Regions from separate parts of the Triticum aestivum genome. Here region 1 is linked to region 2. The links are chromatin contacts, called in public Hi-C maps. All regions are on one chromosome and are shown on one strand. The core of a region is the stretch at or near the end of the contact, and the rest is flanking DNA. Distances in the headings are between cores, read along the strand shown. Region 1 has its middle 150 kb from the start of LOC123054155. Region 2 holds the start of LOC123054154 (myb family transcription factor MOF1).

The links. Hi-C and Micro-C count contacts between places; a contact is called where the count stands out from the background.
Region 1: a contact with region 2 is called in a Hi-C map of leaf, with 2.7 times the contacts expected there. The contact joins the enhancer-like site here to the promoter of LOC123054154 in region 2. A contact is called at or near these places in 2 of 5 Hi-C or Micro-C datasets (leaf and an unstated tissue).

Annotation. Positions count from the first base shown.
Region 1 is chr2D:515,404,487-515,408,695 of IWGSC CS RefSeq v2.1, forward strand. No RefSeq gene overlaps it. Among protein-coding and RNA genes, the nearest start is that of LOC123054155, 150 kb to the right of the region's middle. Within about 2 kb of position 1,590, at least 5 of the 8 cell types and tissues checked have an H3K27ac peak or open chromatin away from gene starts, as enhancers often do.
Region 2 is chr2D:515,215,816-515,219,931 of IWGSC CS RefSeq v2.1, forward strand. LOC123054154 (myb family transcription factor MOF1) reads right to left here and starts at 1,598. Exons shown (of 6, transcript XM_044477853.1): 1 at 1,217-1,598; 2 at 828-904; 3 at 655-691; 4 at 19-103. The coding sequence starts at 1,346.

The DNA.
Region 1 (4,209 bases), core at 340-2,839, 190 kb after region 2:
CGGGGGAGGGGGGCACCCCATAGACCCACAAGTTGACAGTTGTCTTAGCCGTGTGCGGTGCCCCCCTCCACAGATATCCACCTCGGTCATATCGTTGTAGTGCTTAGGCGAAGCCCTGCGTCGGTAACTTCATCATCACCGTCATCACACTGTCGTGCTGACGAAACTCTCCCTCGGCCTCAGCTGGATCAAGAGTACGAGGGACGTCACTGAGCTGAACGTGTGCAGATCGCGGAGGTGCCGTGCGTTCGGTACTTGATCGGTTGGATCGCGAAGACGTTCGATTACATCAACCGTGTTACTTAACGCTTCCGCTTTCGGTCTACGAGGGTACGTGGACACACTCTCCCGCTCGTTGCTATGCATCACATAGATAGATCTTGCGTGATCGTAGGTAAATTTTTTGAAATACTGTGTTCCCCAACACAATATGGATATAAAATATCAGGAGAAAATATAGCCAGACCCTGACAGAATTCACCAATATGAGGGACGATCTGGAGTTTAAGATGTCCTGTCAAGGTTAAAATTCTCCTCTGGCGAACTTTGTTAGGATCGCTACCATGTCGAGTTACTTTGGCTAGCAGACATATAATTGTCAGTGGACAATGTCCTACATACGGTATAGGAGCAGAGGATACCAAGAAACTGTTAGTCACTTGTGCAAAAGCTAAAGCGGTATGGCGGTTACTGTGTTTGGACTTTGCCATTGATAAAGCATGCACCGTGGATCATGTCGGAGAAGGTGTGCTAGAATATTTATGGCTAAAACCAGCTGAAGAATGTGTGGTCCTCGGTATGGAAAATTCAACGGAAGCAATTGCTACTATTTCCAGGTGTTTATGGTGGGAGAGTAGAAAGTAAGTGCATAATGAAAAGGTCCAAGAACCTAAGTTCATAGCAATGGCAATCAGAGCTCTGGTTGCTAACTATACTATGGCGAGTGATGCAAAGGCGACGATCAAGCGACCTGGCTGGGACATACCAAGGAGAAACTATGTGAAGCTAACCGTGGATGGGGCTTTTGACCGAGACTTACTCAAGTGCTCGTATGTCGTTGTCATCAGAAACTCGAATGACAGATTTGTCACAACAGGGAACGGGAAATCGATTGGTGCGGAGATGCGCTTATGGCTGAGGCACTGGCCTTACGGTTTGATATCAATTTGGCAACTACAGTCGTGTGTAACCGCATAGAGACGAATTCCCACAACATCAAGGTGATAGAGACAATGAAAATTTGAGGTCGCCCTTTCGGTGTATCAGCGACAGTGTTTGATGATATATATCACCTTGCATGTGATTCCCGCATATTATTTTTTAGCATGCTACTAGAGAGACTAATTGTGCTGCCATGATTTTGTCAAACTAGCTAGAAGTAAAGTGTGTGCGGGGTGAATGGAAGCTCCATCCATAGAGATTGTTGATACTATTGTAAAAGATAATATGATGATCATCTTGCAACAAAGAATACTTTAAAGAACTGCAATAAAGAATACTTTGATGTAAAAGAATGACACTTCTACCGCGCGCATTGTGGACCTTCATTGCACTTGGACCGACACAGCATTTCGTGCGGGATGGCCACAAAGAGAATCATGGGCCTCTTCGTGTAAGCGGGCCTAATCAGTTCCTATATGTGTGTGTGTGTTGGTGGGCCCCGGTTAATGTGCATTTCGTTAACTCGCGCCTGCAACGCACACTACCTCCGGTGAGCTGGGCCAGCCCAATTATTGTTTTTCTCATTTGATAAATCGCAAAAAACTGTGACCGGTTAATCAGTTCCTATATGTGTGTGTGTGTTGGTGGGCCCCGGTTAATGTGCATTTCGTTAACTCGCGCCTGCAACGCACACTACCTCCGGTGAGCTGGGCCAGCCCAATTATTGTTTTTCTCATTTGATAAATCGCAAAAAACTGTGAGCTAGGTGTGATTCGAACCAACGACGTGCTGGTTTCAAGTACGCCACGATAACCACCCAGCCACCTGCTTCCAACATGATGATTACCTTCTTTTGTGTTGGTTTAGTCACTGTTTTTTTCGAACGATTTTGCTCGGTTTTTTATTTTTACATTTTTTTCTTTCTTTATTTTTACACTTTTTGATAAATGATATATGCACGAACTTTTTTCAGTTTCGCAATTTTACCAATTTGTGAACCTTTTATGAATTCGATGAACCATTTTTTGAAATTCGATGAACTTTTTTGAAATTTGATAAACCTTTTTTTCAAATCAATGTTTTTTGAGATTTGATTTTTTTTTTCAAAATTGATGACCTTTATTCACATTATGAACTTTCTTTTCAAAATTGATAAGCTTTCTTCAAATTTGTGAACTAATTTTGAAAATCCATGAACTTTTAAAAAAAATTGAACCTTTTTTCAGATCACCGTGAACCTTTTATCCAAATTTATGAACGATTTTTCACTTTCGTGAACTTTTTTGTATTTCAAGATTTTTGTATTTTTGGATTTCTCGAATTTTTCATTTTTGCGAATTTTAACTATTTTTTTTGGTTTTTAAAACTCAACTGAGGTGAAACAACGCTCTTTTTTTAGCAACAAGTGAAAGAACGCTCGAGCGAGCGACCAGGGCATGGCGATCGAGCACTCGCAACATGGACCGGCCCACAAGCAGGTGGCTGTGAGCGCCAGCTGGCGCCTGCAGCGCTGCATAGGAGCTCCCGTGTTGGTGGGCCATCACGGCGGGGTCGGAACTTTTTTGCTGGCGAGAAGCATGGATGAGCTGGAAAGAGCATGCTTCACCTCAAAAATTAAACTAAAAAACCTCAAAAAATAAAAAGGAAAGAGCAAGCCAACCACTCAAAAAAGAAATTGCCGAGAGAGAGAGAGAGAGCAAGCCGAGAGACCATGTCAATGCAAGGAGCACGCTACTTGCTCTTTTGCTGCTGAACTCCAATAAATTGAGAATCCGTATCTCCCTCTCAGTTGTTGCTCGTAGCAAAATGCAACGGAAGTTTCTTCTAAAAAAAAGGAGCAAACCGCAACGAAACACGATTAGAAGACGCAGTAGGTGATCGGGTATGTGGTCTGAGCTAAACTTCATCGTGTCTAGATGTCCGGTGGCACCTATCTTTTGCTTCGTCCAACTAGGGCTACCAGACACACAAGTACGATCCATGGTTTACGTTTCAAGGGGCTGCTCATTTCACAGGATGACGCCAAACAAACAGATCGCGGAGACAAAAAGCACCACACCTGCACACGGCGCACGCACTCGATCGATTCTGCGCGCTGCATGCCGAAACTGTAGGAGGGAGCGAGAGATTCTTCTTCCCCCATCCCCGTGCAAAAACTGTGCCCGGGGCTCTGATCGCTTCATCATTGTGTTCCATCTTTTTTTTTTAGAAAAGGATCATTGTGTTCCATCTATTTTCCTCCCATTCCAACGCACTGCATGGTCCGTCGAGAGGCAGCAAATCCTGGTGCCGCCCTTCTGAGTGGAATGCTAGCTAGCACCACTGGTCTGGTCACATGCACCGTGCCATCATTCGTCGGCTAAGTTACGCCCTCTTCGGCCTAGATAGGTCTCTGCATGCATGCATGCATGCCCCATCTTGCTGCATCTTGTTTTCTACCCAGAAGCGTTACCATTCTGCATACGAGAGTCAGGGAAGTTGTAACTTGATTACCATGAGGATGCCACGTCAGGCCGTGTGGTGTGCATGGGTTATTCAGAGGTCACTTTGATGCTCACTTTGTGGGTGCACCGTGCACGGCAGTCTTGTCAGGCCGTGTGGTGTGCATGAGTAGCTAAGGCCAAGGCTCGAATAGAGTCACAATTCAAGCTGACCACCGAAAGACGGGGAGACGGACAGGGAGAGTATGCGTCGCGTCGAAGACCTTGGTACCATTGCTTATTCTGCGGTCGCCGAATAATTTGTACGACGACGAGCTCTGTCTGCTAGAGACTGCTATGATAACAAGAAAAGAAGTCTACTGAAAGCTAACGGGTCATAGATTGCTCAACAGCCAGGCTACCATAGCTGCTCCAGTTCCTAATGCCACATAAAGGATAATGTCCGTCCTGTTTCGAGTCCACTATCAAGTTAACTGTTAACGTCCAACTCACCGACAAATATGCTTCATGACATTTTAAAAGTATTCGTGAAATGTTCAAAAATTGTTAGCGCAAATTTAGAGAAGTGTTCATAACATATAAAAAGTGCTTGTGTCATTTAGAAAAA
Region 2 (4,116 bases), core at 348-2,847:
GTTGCAGCTAGCACAAACCTTTTCAGAGGTGGGCACATGAAGGGGGCTCCTCCTTGCTCATCAGCGGCACATGAGTGCCTCCTTTGCAGCCCTGGTTGCGCCTCTGGAAAAAAGAAAGGGGTTTGGCTTTCCATTAGCAACATCTAAAGTGTGCACAGGGAAAAAATCTCATGCAGATTAACTTTTTTTTGTTCCTAGCTTTTGGAGCAGAGCAGAGCATTTGCATGCATGATGAAGCGATGAGTGGTTAGTTGCCGGGTGTGATAAGCATGCTGCAGATGTGTCTAGGCTTGGCAATGAATACCGAATGAGTTGCCTCACGCAGACCTTGAGGCGATCTGATCTGATGTTTAATTAAAGAAAATGAACACTGCTAGTACTAGTACTATTCGTGGTGTAACATTCTACAGTACTATTGTTTTGGAGGTGAACTTTGGTTCGGAAGATTGTAAAAAAAGACAATGGAACTAGGCTAAAGTTGCGTTGACAAACTAATTTATAACAAGAATATATAGGGCCTCATCTCTTATCCCCAAGAAACAAGGAGGTAAAACCTATGACTTCCGAGACTGATTAAGTAAAGAAAGATTTTTCACAAAAAAAGAAGTAAAGAAAAATGCATGAATATTGAAAGGGCAGAGCTTCAGCTCTCACCTCTCTTGGCCTTGCGAGTGCTCGGGCCTCTGTACATCTGTTCAAAAGAAGGAACAAACGTGGAGCAGTCAGTCTTTGTATTACTTTGCAGGCTCCTCCGCACGGAAGAATATAGTTCACACAATATAATTGCAAGAGTGATGGGTGCAGGCGAGGCGAGTGAAGAAAATAACCTGCAGATGGCTCTTGACATGGGATATGGTAAGCTCCTTCACACCCATGACCTTGAGAACCAGCTTAGGAGTGGCATCTGAAATTAACAACGCCCCGCCCAGGTCACAATTAGTAAGGATTCTAAAGAGATTAAAAGGAGACAAACAACACATCAGGCAGCTACAAGGAACCTGGCTAGTGCAAAACTAGTAACAGAACAGACATGGCAAGAAACTAGATTCATCATTCATGTACAAACACAGCAGACATCCGGTGTAGAACGAGAAGAGAAAATGGATGCGGGGAGAAACAAAACAAACCGAAAGAATAAGAAGAAGTAAAGGAGCAACTAATCTTTGGAAAGGAATATGTTTGAGGAAGAAGAAGAAGAAGAGAGGAAGGAACTCACTGTGTTCTCCACCGAGGCACTCTATGGCCTGCAGGAAGCTGCGGTGGAGCTCGGCCGTCCATTGCATCCTGGGAGCCCGGGATCTGACGTACCGCCTCACGGCTTCCTGCTTCTTGGCGCTGCTCCCCATCTCCTCCTCCTTCTCCTTCTCCTGTCTCGCCTCCCTCTCGAAGCTGCCCTTGTTCTTCTACCTTGGAATGGCAAAAGACAAGAAGGCCGGAGTAGGTTTTTATACTGGTGGTGGTGGGAGCTTGGTTGCCCTTGGCGCCGCTCTACGGCTCTACCCCTTGGTTTCTTGCCTGTGCCGTGCTCCCCCGTGGCCGCTCCTTTGCATGGCTAGAGGCTATTAGAGCTTGCGTCTGTCTGTGTGGATACTGCAGGTGCAGGGGCTGTGTGATAATTACGGTTGCGTCTGTCTAGGATTAGCGGAGCACTGGTCGTAGCTATCATTACTATCATTAGCATGATTTATTGAGTCCAGACATTGTACTGCCACAATATACGTACCAGAGAGAGAGAGAGAGGGGGAGGGAGAGAGGCCTGCCATGCTTTGCAAAGTTTCTTTACGAGGGAAAAGACAACTGCTCCATTATAGAGTACGTACCACCTCCCAGCCCAATGTGGATCTACTCCTATATCGCCAGCCAACATCTCTCTGTCTCTCTCTCTACTCTCCGAACACCTCAAGAAAAATTCATTCTAACCGGAGCTCCCTGTGTGTCTCACACACACATGCTTTTGCGCTAAAACAACAACGCTCTTCTTTTTGCGCTAAAATAGCGACGCTCTTTCATGTGCAAAATCAGCCAAACCATCGTTATTTCGTGTGAACAGCAGGAGGACAGGACAGCAGCTTGAAGGAACAACAAGTTCACTGGAGTGGAGGAGTGTTGGTGCTGCTGCTTGCTGCAAGTGTGCATCCGAGTCGAGGCGAGGCGAGGCGAGGGAACACCAAATGGAAGGGGACAAACCGGATGCACCGGTCCAGTCCAGGCACCTCCCTCAGATCCCCATCCATCCATGCCATGCCATACCCCGTCCGTTTTACCACCTGAAAATAAAGAAGAACACAGGCAGAACCCTACGACACCTCCCTCCCACGGGCCACGCCGAGGCCTGTGACCACGCCTCGCCATAATGAATGAGACGCGCGGCCGAGGCCACGGCTCCGGCCAAAGCCTTTGACTCCGCCACCGGGAGACAGCGACGTGTGTTATGTGCGGCGCGCCGGTCCGGTCAGAGAGACAGCGGGTGGGCGCGACAGTGCCAGCGTATGTATGCACGTACGTAATGTACGACGTGCTGCGAGTGGGCGCTGGGAAGACGGATACCCACAGTGGCAGTATCTCTGGGCGCAGGATTCTCTTCCCTTGGCAAATCATGTCACGCATCGCTCAGGCTCAGGCCCAGCCTTTTGGTTGGTTCCCGCACCGATTTACTCGTTTCGCCCCGGCCTTTCTTCCCTTGTTTGGCCACGCATGCATAGGCTACACAGGTACGACGCCTACTATGAGTACTCTAGCTGGCTGGCTACCTAGCCAGCCCTGTACGGCCCGGACGACGGATGCACAATGCAACGGGTTGATGTGGGACTGGCAGGTTTAGTGCTCTGTGCGCAGCGCCATTAACGTATACTCTCTCACTCTAAAAATAAATGACTCAACTTTATACTAGTTTTAGTATAAAGTTAATATAAAGTTGAGTCATTTATTTTGTGACGGAGGAAGTACGTAGTGTAGCTGCGCATTTTGTGCAGATACATCTTGTGAGGTTCGGTGTTCTGAAGAAAGAGAGACAGAGAGAAAAACCTGTGCGGTTTGGAACGTTTCGATGTGCCCATGGTTTTGCCCGGTGTGTGGATAGCTACGCATGCAATGCAATGCACGTCTGGGTCGGTTTATTATGCCTGCGGGCAGTGATGATCTCACGTAACGTAACGTAGAGCAGTGCCTGTGCTGTGCTGTGCTGTGCTGTGCTCACCAGCTCCATGCAGCTACCTCGCTCGGGCGGCGCTGGTAAGCGAAAACCTAGCTAAGCTAGCTCGGAGTTGTATCTTCGGGAGTAACAGCTACTCGAGTCCAAGTCGCATGCTACTACGCGCAGCAGTAGATTAGATCAGGCTGCGCGCAGCCGGCCAAGATGTCATGCTCGCGTCAAATCAATCGAGGGTGCCAGTGGCTAGCAAAGACACCGTTGAAGAAAAGAATGGAGCGGGAATGAAATCTCCTATTTCCGCCAAGTAAAAACATGGCGCTGGCATGGCACGCAGACGGTGGCCAGGAATGAGCAGGAGCGGCAAGCAAACAAAACGAATTTATCTCCCGGCTTTGGACCCTTCGTCCCGCATCGCGGCATCAGGGGAGCAAGGAATTATTTCGCCGTGCAACGGTCCCGTTGCATGACAACAAAAGCAATTATTTCGACTGTCCTGTGTGAAGAATATATTCTTATTTTAATGTAGTCCAATTTTTTCGTTTAAATTTCCTGTTGGTAGTACTACCGTGCATCCGGTGGAATGTGCAAGTGGCCAAAGAACAGCGACACTTTCAAAAATTCCGCTTTCTGTGTGCTCGAAAGGAAGTCAAAAAGGAGCAAAGATCGACGGCAAGATTCACAGGCTCTGAGCAGCAAGATTTTGCTACCGCTGCAAAATTCCTCCTAGCGCATTGATCATCAAGGGGTGTGACTGACGGACAGACAGCCAGGCATGCCTAACTTTGAATAAGGCAGGCAGAGAGAACCTGCCGAGGAGCGCAGCTGTGTGAACTCAAAGAGGCAAGCAGCAGCAGCTGGGGCAACTGACCGAAGCATAGGAGGCTGCTCGGGAAATACCTAATGGTTCCTGGGGACATCTATCCCCCCGGAATCTCACCAGTCATCCGCACCGGCCTATTAGTATA